Linked DNA regions of Rattus norvegicus: region 1 is linked to region 2. The links are chromatin contacts, called in public Hi-C maps. All regions are on one chromosome and are shown on one strand. Each heading gives the region's core, a stretch centred on a gene start, on an enhancer-like site or on the middle of the called end of the contact. The rest is flanking DNA. Distances are from core to core; before and after follow the strand shown. Region 1 holds the start of Armc12 (armadillo repeat containing 12). Region 2 holds the start of Rpl10a (ribosomal protein L10A).

Region 1 (3,245 bases), core at 20-2,519, 200 kb before region 2:
CCAGCCCAGCCCAGCCCAGCCCAGCCCAGCCCAGCCCAGCCCAGCCCAGCCCAGCCCAGCCCAGCCCAGCCCAGCCCAGCCCAGCCCAGCCCAGCCCAGCCCAGCCCAGCCCAGCCCACCTCAGCTTCCAGCAAGTACACGCAGCGGGTGATGCTATGAAGGACCATGCTTTTGGTATATGCATCGTGTTTGCACTCTAGAGAGTGGAGAAGTCTTCGAATCTCACCCGAGTCCCGCCCGTGGCGCTCTCTCTCTATGGCCAGGCCTAAACAACACCCCAGTCCACAGTTAGGGATACGGACTCATTGAGGAACGCAAGGGGCTGGGAAGTGGGAAAACGGGGTAAGGAGGGAAGCTGAGGTCTAAGGCTTTTCCTAAAATGGAAACTTTTGGTCTGCTGAGTGGAGCGTTTCCCGGACTACCCTACCAAGTGTGCACCACACCAAGAACCATGTCTACTATTGTGCTGTCTGCGTGTCGGTCGCTCCTTTGTCTTTTCACAGTTACAACTTTCCTGGTAGGGTTCTGTTCTCATCGGGATACTCTTGGCAGTTGGCAACCAACGTGTCTCAACTTAGTGACCCTTTTCCTGATGCCACAAAAGTACCCTAGGGGGACTAGAGAGATGGGTCAGTGGTTAAGGACACTGGCTGCTCTCTCAGAGGTCCTGAGTTCAAATCCCAGCAACCGCCTGGTGGCTCACAATTGTCCGTTACGTCAGTACTCGTAGGTAGGCAAGACCCCCAAATACATAAGATAAACATTTAAAGTACCCCATGACCTAGTTGGAAACTCAGGGCAAAAAGGTCTCTCAACTTTTCTTTCCCTCAGTGTCTCCAGTTCCTGACCAAGTTTTTGACTTCAGTTTCCAATACATAGACCAGAGAGAGAGGGAGCAGGGTGGACAGTTCCTGGAGACTGGCTCCACAGAGAGCTGCTACCCAGAGACTCCCAAACTAGCTTCTACAGCCGTGCCTTGCTAGTGCTGGGAAGGGGGAGGGAAACTGAGGCAGACTGGAGAAGAGAAAGAAGGAAGGGGAAGCCTTAGAAGCAGGTACCTCCTGGGGCAAAGCCCTCTCCCCAGGGATTGGACACTCACGGGCAATGCAGATAGGTGAGTCGGAACAGAGCGGTGACTGACACTTTAAGCCAGCTCTGATGGCCTTGTACAGCAGGTATATGGCCCCGGCACCTGTAGCCAGGCCTATGAAGCCTTTGCGGAGGTCCAGTTGCTCCAGGTACGAGGGAATGGTCTTACCCATGTCTTCAGTGCTGCCTTGTGGCTAGGTAGGAGCTAGGCCCAAGGCACCTGGAGAGAACATTCCGGAACCAGAACCCTGGCAGGGCCCAGAACCAGAGTGCTAGAATTGTAACTAGGCAACAAAGGAAACTTTGGAGATGACGGGGGTCAAGGATGGCCCTCAGGGAAGTAAGAGGCCCTGAGTGCTGAGAGAAGATGCTGCTTTGGGAGGCTGCAGAGAAGCCAGAGACTCTAGGGGTAGAAGGTAGGGAGGGGAGTAGGGCTCAGAAGTAGTATTTGCCTAGCACAGAAAACCACTGAAAAGTTTTATGGGGTTTTTAAAAATATTTATTTATTTATTATATATACACTATACAGTTTTCTGCCTGCAGGCCAGAAGAGGGCACTAGATCTGATTATAGATGGTTGTGATCATAGATGGTTGCCTGGAATTGAACTCAGGACCTCTGGAAGAGCAGTCAGTGCTTGTTTGTCTCTCTGTGTAACCCTGGCTGGCCAACCCAGATCTGAGAAATCTGCCTGCTTCTGCCTTCCCCTTGCTGGGGTTAAAGGCGTGCACCACCACGCCTGGCTTTTTAAATTACTTGTGTCAAAGTCACATGCACTGGATACCTGAGGAGTACAGAAGAAAGCGTTGGACCTGCTAGAGCTGGAGTGACAGATAGCGGCGAGCTGGGTGATGTGTGCGCTCTGCGGGTAACCGACCTAGGGTCATCTGGAAGAGCAAGGGCATTTAACTTCGAGGAGCCCTCTATCTCCTCTCTTTTATTATTTTTTTTTCTTTTCTTTTTTTCGGAGCTGGGGACCGAACCCAGGGCCTTGGGCTTGCTAGGCAAGCGCTCTACCACTGAGTTAAATCCCCAACCCCCTCTTATTTTTGAAGGGAAATATCACCTAGTTCAGGCTCTTATTATACTGATTGGTCTTCCTGCCTTGACCTCCCTAGTGACGGTGGGTTATTGGTGTGCATCACCATGACCAGCTCCTGTTTTGCTGTGGGTCTAAGTGTTGGCAGTTCAGAAGGAAAAGGCTTCCCCTAGGGAAGGGTTATCAAGTGTTACAGTTCTGCTCGGTGGGGGGGGGGGGAGTATACCCAGACAAAGCTCTGCTCTTGTGAAAATGTTACAGCTTTGCTCCTCACAAATTGGTATCCTGGCAATTGGGAGCCAGGGAATGCCACGAGGTCAACATTTGCATAACAAATCTTACACAAGAGATCTGTTGGGAGGGTGGCTGTCTCTGCTCCAGTGAGAAGCAGCTAAGAACTGAGTAGGTGGCAAAGTTTATAAAAGATTTCTTGCCCAGCGGGGTTGGGGTTGGGGTGGGGCGATTTCCCCTGGGAGATTTCCAGGGTGAGGATTGGTGGGATTTCAATGCCTGAGCTTGAGTGAGCTCAGGGATTGGCGGGTTTTCCTGCTCAGGATTGACCACTGAGCCATCCCTCCAGCTCCCTCTTACTGCATTGTTATTACCTTGTGTGCCTGTGTTTATATATGTGTGTAGGTTTGTGAGCATTTCTGCCAGAAAGATGTGTGTGCTGGGAATTGAACCCAGGTCCTCTTCAAGAGCAGCATGCACTCCTAACTGCTGAGAATCTCTCTAGGCTTCCCTAGACAAGAACTCTCATTGAACCTGGGCTCACTGACTTGATTCAAGGGGATCAGTGTTCAGATTACACTATTGTGTCTGGCTTTTGCCTGTTGGTTTATTTGTTTGTTCTTTGAGACAGGGTTTCTCTGTGTAGCTCTGGCTGTCCTAGAACTCGCTTTGTAGACCAGACTGCCCCAGTGCTAAGATTAAAGGTGTGCACTGCCGCCTTCGTTTTATTTTTAATCAGCATACACATTTACTGTTCAAACTGAGGAGTTTCACTAAGACCTCTTAGTACCTGTGTGCTGTGTATTTTGACCATTCTCCTGTTCCTTTTTCTTTGAGCCAGGTTTGAGGGGGCCAGCGGGTGCCAATTTCCACTTTATTCCACTAG
Region 2 (3,195 bases), core at 247-2,746:
GAGAGGGGGTTACCTTCAACCCCTGTCAGTTGGAGCCAAGCTGACTCCCCGAATACTTTTTTTCGGAGCTGGGGACCAAACCCAGTGCCTTGCGCCCGAATACTTTTAAAGAAACAGATGGAGCTATTTCCTTCTGTGTGTAAAAGCAGGTACGACTACTGCCCAGCTCACCACAGGTAAAAGAAGCCTTCCAGTGCCTGACTACTAAATATCCCACCTATCATGGTCGATAGGGGCTACCACCCAGGGTCACAGGCCCTTGTGAGCCCTCTGTGGGTTAAAACACCAAACACCTCAGCTGCACACACCTGAGGCTTCCATCACACTGGCCTGAGGGGGCATTTTCTTTATTGCAAACTGATGTGAAGCACACTGATTGGTGCCACTCCTGGGCAGGTGGTCTCGGGTCAGGTAAGGCAAGCCAGCCAGCAAGTGGAGAACCGCCCTCGAGTCAGCCCCTGTGAGCCCCAGCTCATTTCAAGCTCCCCCAACACATCAGTCCAGCTACACCTACCCAGCTTTTTGACCAACTTCTTGTTCTTGTTAAGCTTCTTGAGCGCCTCGATGTCCATGTGGGGGATATCCACGGCCTTGGCTTCATCACAGTGCTGCTGGTCCCCCAGGACGCACACGGAGAACTTGGGGCGAGGGGTGGACTTAAGCCTGCGTTCAGGGGGTGGGGAAGAGACACAACAGGTCATGCCTGATGCTGGAGTCGCCCAACAGGCTGAAGGCATCTGAGGTAGCAGCAAGCCCCGAGCCTTACCCGGAGGTCTGTGCGACACTAGCCTGGCTTCTCAGGCTAGCCGGCGGGCTCGGCCGAGGCCTCCCCACGCCTCCCCTCTTGTTTTAAGACCCAGGGTGGGGGTCCGTCCAGAGAGCCTGCCCGTAGCAGGACTCCTGAACTACCCTGGCACGTCAGTGTCCCCGTGCCCGCCTCGGGCTCGGCCAGAGCGACAACGGGGAGGCCACACCGGGACACTGAGGGCTGGGTGGGGTCAGAGCGGTGCCAACCTGACGGTGCCCGAGAAGCGTTTGTCCTTCTGAGGGTCGTAGTTCTTCAGGCTGATCTGCAGCTCCACCGTCTCCAGAAACCTAAGCGAAAGGGGAGCTGTGAACCGGGGGATGCTCGCCGTGCCCGGGGTTGCTCGCCCTGGCCCAGGATTGCTCGTCCCGCCCGGGGAGGCCCGCGCTTACTTGCGGCGCTTACGCTGGTTCCCGTGCAGGACTTCCCGCACCGCCTCGTAGAGGGTGTCGCGTGAAACTTTGCTGCTGTTGGGGAGAAGCAAGGGTGCTCAGGGTCGGCCCTACTGGACCCCGGGCCGGATGACAGGCCCACAGCATGCCGGGAAAAGGCTCGCGACACGGGTAGCCGCCGGGAGAGCCTCCGAAGCGGGCCGCAGGGAGTCCGCGGGACAGCCGGGTGCACGGATGGCGGCGGATAGTACCCCGAATAACTACCTACCTCATGGCTGCGGCTGCGGGAACCGGAAAAGAAGGCAGAAGGTTTCGCGCAGGCGCTCAAATAGAGCTCGTGCTCTCGCGAGAATGGCTCGTTCCGCCGGCTCCGCGCTTAGCCAAAGCGGAGAAGCGCTGCTGTGTGAGGCCGCTAGGGGGCGCCACCACGTGGCTGCACCGTGAGACCTGCTTTAGGAGCAGCTGGCAGTTCTGCACTGGGACTGGGGCCGAAGCTGGGGCATTGGGATCGGATTTCTGCCCGCTGTCTATCTTCTGCCTGTCCCATGTCTTCCACAGTCACCAGTGGAAGCGTTCTCTTTCATCGCCTAGTTTGGTGATGAGCCCCGGAGAGCCACTGGGCGGCTGCTCCCTGTAGCCGTGCATTATGCAATGGACCAACTTGTGGACTGAGGCACGGATGACAGGAATAGCTCGAGGAAACGATCCTTGCTGAGATCTGCAGAACTGAAAAGCATCTTGTGACTGGATTAGGATCAGATGCGCCTCGTTTAAGCGTAACCTGGGAGAAGGCGCCCACCAGTCTCGCCCTAGCCATCTTGTATAAACTGCTCCGGATTCAGCCTCCAGGCATGATGGACTTTGAACAAACGCCCCCTCCCACACTGTCTTTTCTCAATTAGTTGGCATTTCAAACAAAGTCGTTCTTGGTGCCTGACCCCCGTCTTTGCAGTGAATAGAGAGGCGCGGGGTCAAGGATCATTGCAGGAAGCCTTCAAATCTGGAGTGACTCATTCCAGGCCACCCTCTCTGGAAACACGTCATAGATGTGGCCAGCACCCACCATTAGCAGGGGGCAGATCTGAGAAGGGTTCATTCCACCCAAGCACATACACAGCACGCATCACGTAGAGTAAAGCAGGTTCGCGCCAGGGTCAGAGTGGAGTTAAGTGGCAGGCAGGTTGGAGCTTCGAGTGCCACTCACACTGGAAAGAGACGTTTGTCCCTTGCGCATCGTTCCCCTTGCCTCTGTACCCTGCATCGTCTCCTTCTCAGAAACCAGACTTTCTCACTGGACTGGCCTCCCTCCCTCCTCCCCTCCCTGCGTCAGGGGATTCAGGACTTCAGAGGAAGCTGTGGTCTGAGAAGTACCCAGAGACCTCTGTTCCCCACCCACTGCAGGGCTAAGGTAGGAGGATGTTGTCCCTGAACTTTCTTGGGCTAATTCAGTCACGTCAGTGTGGTGAACTTTTGTTTCTTTGTGTACCCCCGACTCTCTTAGAATTTGCTGCCCTTGAATTAGAGATCCACTGGCCTCTATCTCCTGAGTTCCGGGCTTAAAGTGTGCGCCACCATGCCCAGCTGTGTGCTAAATCTTTTTTTTTTTTTTTTTTTTTTTTGAGTGAGGTACTTGCTCAGGTCTGTGGAAAGACAGATGTCAGACAGGTCTGCAGCAGGCACCCCTGCTCCCCTTTCAGCCCACGGTAGGCTAGACAATCCTCAGATCCCAGCTCAAATGTTAGCTGCAGCTGAAGACGGAGCTCAGTGGTACAGCATCAGCCTAACAGGCGTAAGACTCCGGTGTCTGGCTGGAGAGATGGGTCACTGGTTAGAGCACTGACTGCTCTTCCAGAGGTCCTGAGTTCAAATCCCAGCAACCACATGGCAGTTCACAACCACCCGGAATGGGATCCGATGCCCTCTTCTGGTGTGTTTGAGGACAGCCACAATGTAGTCATATATAATAAATAAATCTGTAAAAAAAAAAAAAAAAAAAAA

What was found. Hi-C and Micro-C count contacts between places; a contact is called where the count stands out from the background.
Region 1: a Hi-C map of the A7r5 cell line shows a contact between it and region 2, with 7 times the contacts expected there. The contact joins the promoter of Armc12 here to the promoter of Rpl10a in region 2. A contact is called at or near these places in 3 of 12 Hi-C or Micro-C datasets (the A7r5 cell line, the Rat2 cell line and frontal cortex).

Annotation. Positions count from the first base shown.
Region 1 is chr20:6,587,597-6,590,841 of GRCr8, reverse strand. It overlaps Armc12 (armadillo repeat containing 12), which reads right to left and starts at 1,269. Exons shown (of 6, transcript NM_001113777.1): 1 at 1,100-1,269; 2 at 120-265. The coding sequence starts at 1,262.
Region 2 is chr20:6,388,834-6,392,028 of GRCr8, reverse strand. It overlaps Rpl10a (ribosomal protein L10A), which reads right to left and starts at 1,496. Exons shown (of 6, transcript NM_031065.1): 1 at 1,466-1,496; 2 at 1,198-1,272; 3 at 1,015-1,095; 4 at 515-663. The coding sequence starts at 1,470.